Regions from separate parts of the Sus scrofa genome. Here region 1 is linked to region 2. Evidence: chromatin contacts called from public Hi-C data. All regions are on one chromosome and are shown on one strand. The core of a region is the stretch at or near the end of the contact, and the rest is flanking DNA. Distances in the headings are between cores, read along the strand shown.

Region 1 (3,827 bases), core at 439-2,938, 130 kb after region 2:
TCAGCCATCTGAAGAAAGGATATTGAACATATGCAAATCCTCTTGGACGACGAGTGTAGAAATCAAGTGGAACATACACATCAACTATAGGACCATAACGACCAAATTCACGTCGCAAATCTTCAGACCTAAAACATCATGAAAAGACCCCAAATTTTTATGTTTACTACTTTTAAAGTTTATTTGTAAGAAATAGGTTTCTTTCTGAAATATTTCAGAAACAGGTTTCTTTCTGTAATTAAAGAGACTGTGCTATGTTCCTGGGTGACAAGAAATGGACAAGCTTTCTAAATTTCACTCAACATCAATAACCAACTGTAAGAATATACATGTCTTTTTGAAAAAGGAAAGCTAGAATCCAAGATTTTGGAAGGTAAAAATGCAGTTTATAATAAAACTTATTACTATTTCACATTAACAACAGGAAAAAAGACATTTAAAGAAACTTGATTCCAACTTAGCACTTGTTTTTATCCACAGCCTTCATTTTTCATAAAAGGCACAATAGCCTTAAGTTGTATTTAAGTACTGCTACTCTAGTATTCTGAAAATTACCAAGCACTTATTATTACCTCTAAGTTTTAGCCACAGTTGGGAGATATGGTTTGAGAAATAAGTCACAAGTATACATAATTCCTTAATAAATGTAAAAGTGACATAAAAGGGAAAGTTTCCTAGACGCAAATTACTATTGCTTACTTTCTTACTTAGAATTAGGACAGGAAAACATCACACAAGGCTACCAAAATTAATTTTTGTGTAAAATGATTATTTGTGATACAAAGTTTCATCTTGTAATAAGATCTCTTCCAAAAAATTCTGACGGCAACTCCAAGCAATTAAGGGAATTGGTGAGAACAAAGGAACGGACTGGATTAATCCAATTTAGCTATCAACGTTCTAATGGTAGAGGCTTCCTAAACTTCCCTTTTCAAAGGGTGACCACTATTTCCGGGAAATGGGAAGAACTAGTTTGTACTGTTTAACCGTTATTTTTTTTCTCTAATCTCAACATTCCCTTTCTCCGAACACCTCCAACGTTTAAAAAAAAAAACCACGCAAATGTAACACAACGGCAACCAAAAATAGCGTAGCAAGTGCTTCGCCACATTCCCCTCCCTCGATCCCGTTATTTCACCGCAAAGCAATTTTTAACTAAAAAAAATTTTCTGGGCCGAGGATGCCTGCACCTCAAAAAACGTGAACTTCAAATCAACGGGGAGCGGACGTTCGGCGCGGGCTGGACGCGTGGAGGGAAAACGAAGAGGAAGCTCCCCCTCCCCCGAACTGCGAAGGGGAGGGGACTGAAACCCCGCCACGCGGCCCGCGCTCTCGCGGCGGCCCCGGAGGACTAGCGGCGCCGCCCTCGCCCCAACGCGGCGGTTGAGCCGTCAGCGACAGCGCGGCCTAGTTCGGGCCCGAAAGCCGGCGCGGGACCCGCCATCTTCACCCCTTCCCCTCCCCCGGCCCAGCGCGCCGCCGCCGCCGCCGCACGGGTCCTCTCCGAGCCTGCGGCCTCCCCGCTAAGGCCCCGGGGTACCTCCCCTGTACCTACCTGGTATCGTCGGCCACGTTCCTCACGAACAGAGACGTATTGGGGGGACGCAGATACCGAGACATGACTGCGGCGTAAGTCTCAGCACGGACACTAACGGGCTCAGCAAACCGTCCGCAGCTCTGGCGGCGGATCCTCAGACACACACAGCCAGAGGGCTCCGCTACGGCAACCGCCCCTTCTCGCGAGACTTCACTCCCGCCTCCCCCTCCTACCTGCAACGGTTCTCTCCCGCGAGATCATCCGGCGTGCGCCTGCGCATGCGGACCGCTGGAGTACGTGCCGCAGCCTCGGTCTCATTCATTGGCCTCTCGAGCTTCCTCCTCTTCCCCCCCCGCAGCCCGCTCTTTCTTTAGTGCTTTATTTTCCCGCCCTTTTCTGCCTTGCACCTCTTTTCCCCCTCCTAACCCCCCAGGTCAGATGCTTTAAAGTACGCTAGACTGTATGGTTTTTACAAACTAGACGGAGTTTAAATATTATAATTCGGAAAGACTGCCTTACTTTTTTCTATCTGGCCCACGTTATATTAGATCGCTGACCGGCAAGAGAAGAATTTACAGCCTCTGGTGTTAGTGTGAAAAGGAAGGAGATGTGTGTCCTTGCAGAGAGATAGGCCTGTCTCTCCAGTGAGTCTTGTACGCGATGGGCTCACTCCCTGAGCGCCTTTGCCCAGGCTACTCCTCACGTACCCTTCTTGGTCATTTCCTCACCTATCCACGCTGTTTGCTCCTAATTAAAGGCCGTTCCCTACCAAAATGGGACGCAAACCTCACATCTTGGTCTCTGTTGTCATCTACAGTGTATTCCTTGCTAACAACTTCATGGGTATGCCTTGTTCGTGTATTGCAGTGTTTCTCCAATAATTTGTGGATCTCGGGGCAAAATGAAAACATTCAAAAATTAAGATCACAGTAGCAGAGCATTAAGTCTGAGAGCAGGGTCCTTTGCATTTGCACAGGTGGCACAGCCATGAAGCCTCCATGAATGTTAGCGATTATTATTATCACTCATAATGCCTTGAGAAACAATAGGAGAAAGTGAGGTACAAATACTTCACTCACTGGAGTTGCTTCCTGCCTCACACACCAAGTGCACCTTTGATTTTTTGTGCTTTAGGATCCCAGAGTCTTGAAAAAGATACTGCGAAAAGTAGAGAAAGTAAACACCTTTCATCTGGGGCCTGAGATGGGCAGTTTACCAAATTATAAATCTGCAGCAGGTGGTGGGAGGCGGCAGTGACAGGTGGACGAGGAGATACACCAAGGAATTTTGCAAGTACAACCCTTCCTCACAAAAAGTGCTACCATGTGTAGTCAAGAGCACCACAGAATACCAGAGTTGGTAATTTTTTTGAAAACCAAATATTAATCTCTGAGAACAGTCTGTTGGCACTGTGCCTCTTCTTGAAGAAATTATGTTTCATTGAGATTGATGTCAGAAAACAACTTTCCTTGGGTGCTGTTCTCAGAATTGCACAAATAAGACCCCAAGGTAAAGCGGAAAGTGAAGTCTATGGATTTCCTTGATCCCGAAACAGCTTCTTTCCTGATTTGTGGGCAATGGCAGACATATCATGTGTTGGAATTATCAGCCTGTCTCTGTAAGCAAAGCCAAATCCTTGAGTCAATTCATCAAGCTTAATTTTATGGCTACAACGGTTTCATTCCGACAATTGCCAAGGATGGGGCTGGGCACTATCTTTGTCTCCATAGGAAAATAATCATCTAGAAGCCTGCTCTTTAAATGTGTTTAATAAGACGTGCCTGGTATTTCCTAGACATCTTCTCACTCTGGTGAGCAGGCAACAAGCCAAGTTTCCCAGACAGAAGAGGACTCAGTGTTCCCTTTTAGATATTCCTTCCTTTTGGATCAGACACTTTGGGGCACACATGTAAACACATCAATTTACCTAAGTACAGGCTCTTCTTTGAACCACAGCCTCCCACTAGTTTGCTTTGTGGGTGGATTAACCACTAATGCATTTGTTCATATTATTCCTGAGATGATCTATTCTAATACATGGATTGCTACGTCGAATCTGCCTAAGGCAAAAAAAAAAATCACTTGTTATATCTTAGCCTCATTTTAATATCTTAAAATAACATTTTTCCTAGATGTAAATGCTCTGCATTTATTGTTAACATTTTGGAAATAAACCTACAAAAGCAACAAACATCCCCTGTGATCACACCATTCAGAACTCATTCCTTCGAGAACATTTCCACGTTTCTAAGCATTTCTGTAAGTGTTAAAATTGGGAGTCATACTAGCA
Region 2 (4,232 bases), core at 662-3,161:
CAGGCTGCTCACCACGAATGGCGTTATGGAAATTATCGATGACCACGGGCGAATAGCCTGCTTCCAGCAGCTCCAGCACAGTGTGACTGCCAATGTAGCCAGCCCCACCTGTTACCAGCACTTTCTCTGCCATCGTGCCTGGTGCAGGACAGAGACTACCCGCTCAGCGTCTTCTTCCAGTGAGAGTCTGGGGTTGGAGGGAGGCAGTGGTGTGTCCTAGGTAATAGGGTGGGTCCAGAGTCAGCCCTGGGCCAAGTCTGGATACCATCACTTTCTGGCCTTAGGCCTTAGAGACCAGTTCTCTCTTGGCCATGGTTTCCATTTCTATGAGATGGAGTTTATAAATGTACAGATATCTCGTGGTAGTGTGAGAGTTAGATGATTTTAAAAACCTGCCACATGGTGCAGGTGGGGAGGTTGATGCACAGGCGCCCTAATTCCTAATCTTAATTTGACCAGGGCTGGGAAGATAGAACCTGAGGCTCCACACTGCCTTCCCCAAGGTGTGTGGAGACCAGACAGTTCTGGACAGAAGGAAACAAGGCAGCAGCATTGGGACTCCAAGAACTCAGGAGGGGGATCTGTCTGTACAGACTCAGACCTTTCCAGTCCCTCTACCATCCCTAGGTATAAACTGGCTCCTTGGTTCAGTGACTAAAACGTCATGCTGTAAGTAGCTCCTGACTCTCTCCCACCGTCAACTGGGAGGAAGCAGGAAATACAGCAGTTGGCCTCAGGGTGAAGTCCTTGAGGCCAGCTCTGGGGGCTGTAGCCCTGCAGTCCTAGAGTGGGCCCCACCCCAGGTCAGCCAGGCTGGTTCAGCCTCTGCCCATGCCACTCTCGGCTTGAGGCTAAGGATACCGTCCAACTCTAGGCGGCACTGAGCGGGATGGTGTAGACGTGGCGTTCGCCCCAGATTCCACTGCCAGGTGTGCACCACCGCCCTGAACAAACTCTGCGGGCAGAGACGGTGGAGGAGGGGTGAAAGCCCAGACACTGAGGCCTTTCATCCGGGACAGGCTGGCCCGCAGCCGCCTTCCTCCAAGTTGCCTCAATCCTCTTCTGGGTTCACCCAGCTCCGACCCACTTTGCTGAACGCCCGCTGAGTGCCAGGCTCTGTACTGGGCACTTTTGCATTATTTTCCTGAATTCTCCCAATATCCTGATGAGGCAAGTGTTATTAGTGGCACTTTACAGAGACGGATACTAAAGTCAGAGAGGTGAAGTAATTTGCCTTAAGTCACACAGCTACCAACGCCGGCCCGGCCAGGATCTGGAACGCCAGGCTCAAAGCCCCGCCCCTCGCCCCCCGCCCTCACTGTTTCCCGCTGGACTCTGCTCCCAACTCTGAAGCTGCCCGCGCCCACACACCCCCCCCGCCCCGAGCTCCAAGCTCTACGCGGGGCCCAGGAAAGTGGTGGCAGAGGGGCCCTCGGAGGCAGGAAGGCTGGCGAGGCTGGCTTCCCTCCGACCAGCGGAGTGACCTCGGTCAGCTGTCGCCTCCTCAGTTTTCCCAGTCCGCAAAATGGAGGGGAGGGGTCGCAGGGCCGTGAGCGCTCGAGTGCAAGGAGCCTTGGCCTGGGATTCTGGTGGTGGCTCCGAGAGGGGACAAACTAGGTGCCCTCCGGCCGGGAATGAATGAACCCAGGCCTCCCTAGCCAAGGCAGCAGGAACTGGGACCAGCAGAGGCGGGCCTGCCCTGGCGGGGCTCTACCCAGAACGCGGTCTCTCTCTCTCGCTCGCTCCCCGCGGACCACCCGGCCCCTCGCAAACGCGCCCGGGTCCCCCATTCCCTTCCCGAACCTGCTCGGCTCCACGCGCCCCGCACTGCCTCCAACAGCGCCGCCTCCGGCGCCCGGCTCAAGGGTCCCTTTAAGAGTCGAAGGCCCCGCCTGGCCCCGCCCCCTCCCCGCCCCCAGGAAACGTGTCTGTCGGGAGACTGCAGTACGGGGCGCCGCGAGGACCTACGGCAATGCCGCTTCCAGACGCCTGCGCGGCGCCTCCCGCAGAGGGCGGCCCTGAGCCGTGCCGGAGCGGTGGGCAGAGGCAAGGCGCAGCTGGGACTTAAGATCTAGTGCCCGAGCCGCGGAGGTCCGCTTCCTGGCCGAGGCCCCAGGCCTCCGCGCCAAACACCGGCGCTGGTCCCAGCCCCTGAGAGCAGGCGCTGCGCCCCCGGAGATGGGGCTCGTTGGGGGCGCCCGGCACCTGTCCCCGCGGTAGGAGCCACAGCCGAGGCTGGGGCCGAAGACTGCTGCTCCACGCTCGCCCGCAGGTTTTCCACCCTTTTTATATCTTACAAACCTTTTCTTCACAGTAAGCCTGGCATGAAATAAGACGGCTGCCTGGAGGAGAGGCAGTCGTTCTGGAAAGTTTAGTTTGAAAACCCGCCTAAGGGCTGGCGGCAGCTCTGAAACTAAAACAGGAATTACAGCGCCGATTGCGCTCAGCCTTCACGTAAACCATGCCCCTCCACACACACCGCCTTAGGGAATGGTGTGCACCCTGCCTATCCTGGTAGGTTCTAAAACAGTGTTCTGCTTGAAGGGAGGGCTACGGGATGCTGTGTATAGAGGCATGACATAACGGGGGATGAAACCCGAGCAAAAGAATGTGCGTCCTACAGCCTGAACAGGCGGCAGGGCACCTTGTGCACCAGCCTGGTCACAGGCTAAAAAACCCAAAAACAGCCTCTCCCGGGTGCTCCGACCAGAGTTGAGTAAGTCTTAAGCCACTGATTTCCAGTCACTATGAATTCCCAAATTTTCAGGAGGAGAATGAGGGAGAAAACTCCGAGATAAATAGTCTGTGTTTCCCTCTCAGCGTGCAGTGCTGGAAGGATGCTTTATTCCCCCTCTCATACACACACACACACGTCTGCACAGGACACTGGCATGGTTATGGCATTAAACCTTTAATTACATAAGCTGTTTTCAAAAATCATGTTCAAAGTGGAGATTTTCCAGAGTTGCTGGAGTTGGCAGGTGGCTACCACTGCTCCCTCACACCTTCACCAAATGCCCTCTGCCAGCTGAGGAAAAAACTCCTCCATGCCCCTTTGCCCTATACAGAGAGCGATGGCCCCAAGGATATGGCAGCATTGTGCTGAGGAGAGTGGCTAACTGGCAGGTTTCACCCAGAGATGAGACTTAAGGATCAACCCAAGCCCAAGAATTGGGTTCCCAAATGCCCACAGGTATTCAGCTCCTGGACCTTTGGGTCCGTGTGGGAGGGAGACCTCCAGCTGCCCAAGCCTCTCATTCACACTCAGGTTGGACAGGGAGGGCCTGAGGCCAGGCAGCGCCCATCTGCCTCCTTTCCCCAGGAGAGACCACTGGGCAGAGCTGGCGGTGAGGTGCCTGCACCTGTTCATTTCATTCCCATTTCCATGTGCTCATCCGTGAATCATCCACATGTGTCCCTATTCCCATGCAATCCCCAAGGCTTCAGGGGGCAAGGGGCTCACAGTTTACAGGAAGCCTGAGCCACTCTGGAGCTGGTTTTTTTGTTCAGGGCTTGACAGATAAAGGCCCCAGCTTCCAAGAGCTTCTGGAGGTTCACACCCTTTGAGAAACAAATCAGAGGATGCAGTAAGTCACGACATGCCCACAACACCCAGGGAAAACATCTGATTGGACAGAAACTGTGATTCTGAAAAAGTAAAGGTGAAGACAACCAGGCTCTTGTGCCTCCGACGAGGGGACACCGGCTGCTGGGAGTCCCGCTGACTGCCCTCCATCTGTGACATGGTTTGTAGTGCTGCCACCAGGGAAACCATCTCATCAGTGTGGTTGGGCACAACACCGTCTAGCACAGGCCTGGCCCTCAGGGGTCAAACACTGCATCCTGAAGTAAGGATTGTGAGGCAGAGAAAAATAGGAGTAAAAACACCAACTGAAAGGGCCACACTGAAAACCTACGGTTATAATAGGAGCTCTTATTTACTGAGGTGTACTATGTGCTCCGCTCTGGGCTAAGCATTCTGCATTTTCTTGGTGCTATTTATTCCCATTTCTTAGGCCCAGAGAGGTGAGGAAATTTGTCCAGTCACAGACTGCGAGTGGCAGGACTAGGTTTTGTTTTATTTATTTATTTAGTCTTTTTAGGGCCGCACCCTTGGCATATGGAGGTTCCTAGGCTAGGGGTCTAATTGGAGCTGCAGCTGCCAGCCTATGCCACAGCCACAGCAACGCCAGATCCGAGCCGAGTCTGCGACCTACACCACAGCTCATGGC

The links. A called contact is a pair of places that touch in the nucleus more often than the background predicts.
Region 1: a contact with region 2 is called in a Hi-C map of liver, with 8 times the contacts expected there. The contact joins the promoter of SRSF10 here to the promoter of GALE in region 2. A contact is called at or near these places in 2 of 47 Hi-C or Micro-C datasets (liver and skeletal muscle) and 1 of 2 datasets of contacts at active chromatin or transcription factors (alveolar macrophages).

What each region holds. Positions count from the first base shown.
Region 1 is chr6:81,739,759-81,743,585 of Sscrofa11.1, forward strand. SRSF10 (serine and arginine rich splicing factor 10) reads right to left here and starts at 1,689. Exons shown (of 6, transcript NM_001244368.1): 1 at 1,556-1,689; 2 at 24-128. The coding sequence starts at 1,620.
Region 2 is chr6:81,608,624-81,612,855 of Sscrofa11.1, forward strand. GALE (UDP-glucose 4-epimerase) reads right to left here and starts at 1,912. Exons shown (of 11, transcript XM_003356202.4): 1 at 1,804-1,912; 2 at 13-216. The coding sequence starts at 133. It overlaps HMGCL (hydroxymethylglutaryl-CoA lyase, mitochondrial), which reads right to left. Exons shown (of 9, transcript XM_005656051.3): 9 at 2,893-3,561. The coding sequence ends at 3,460.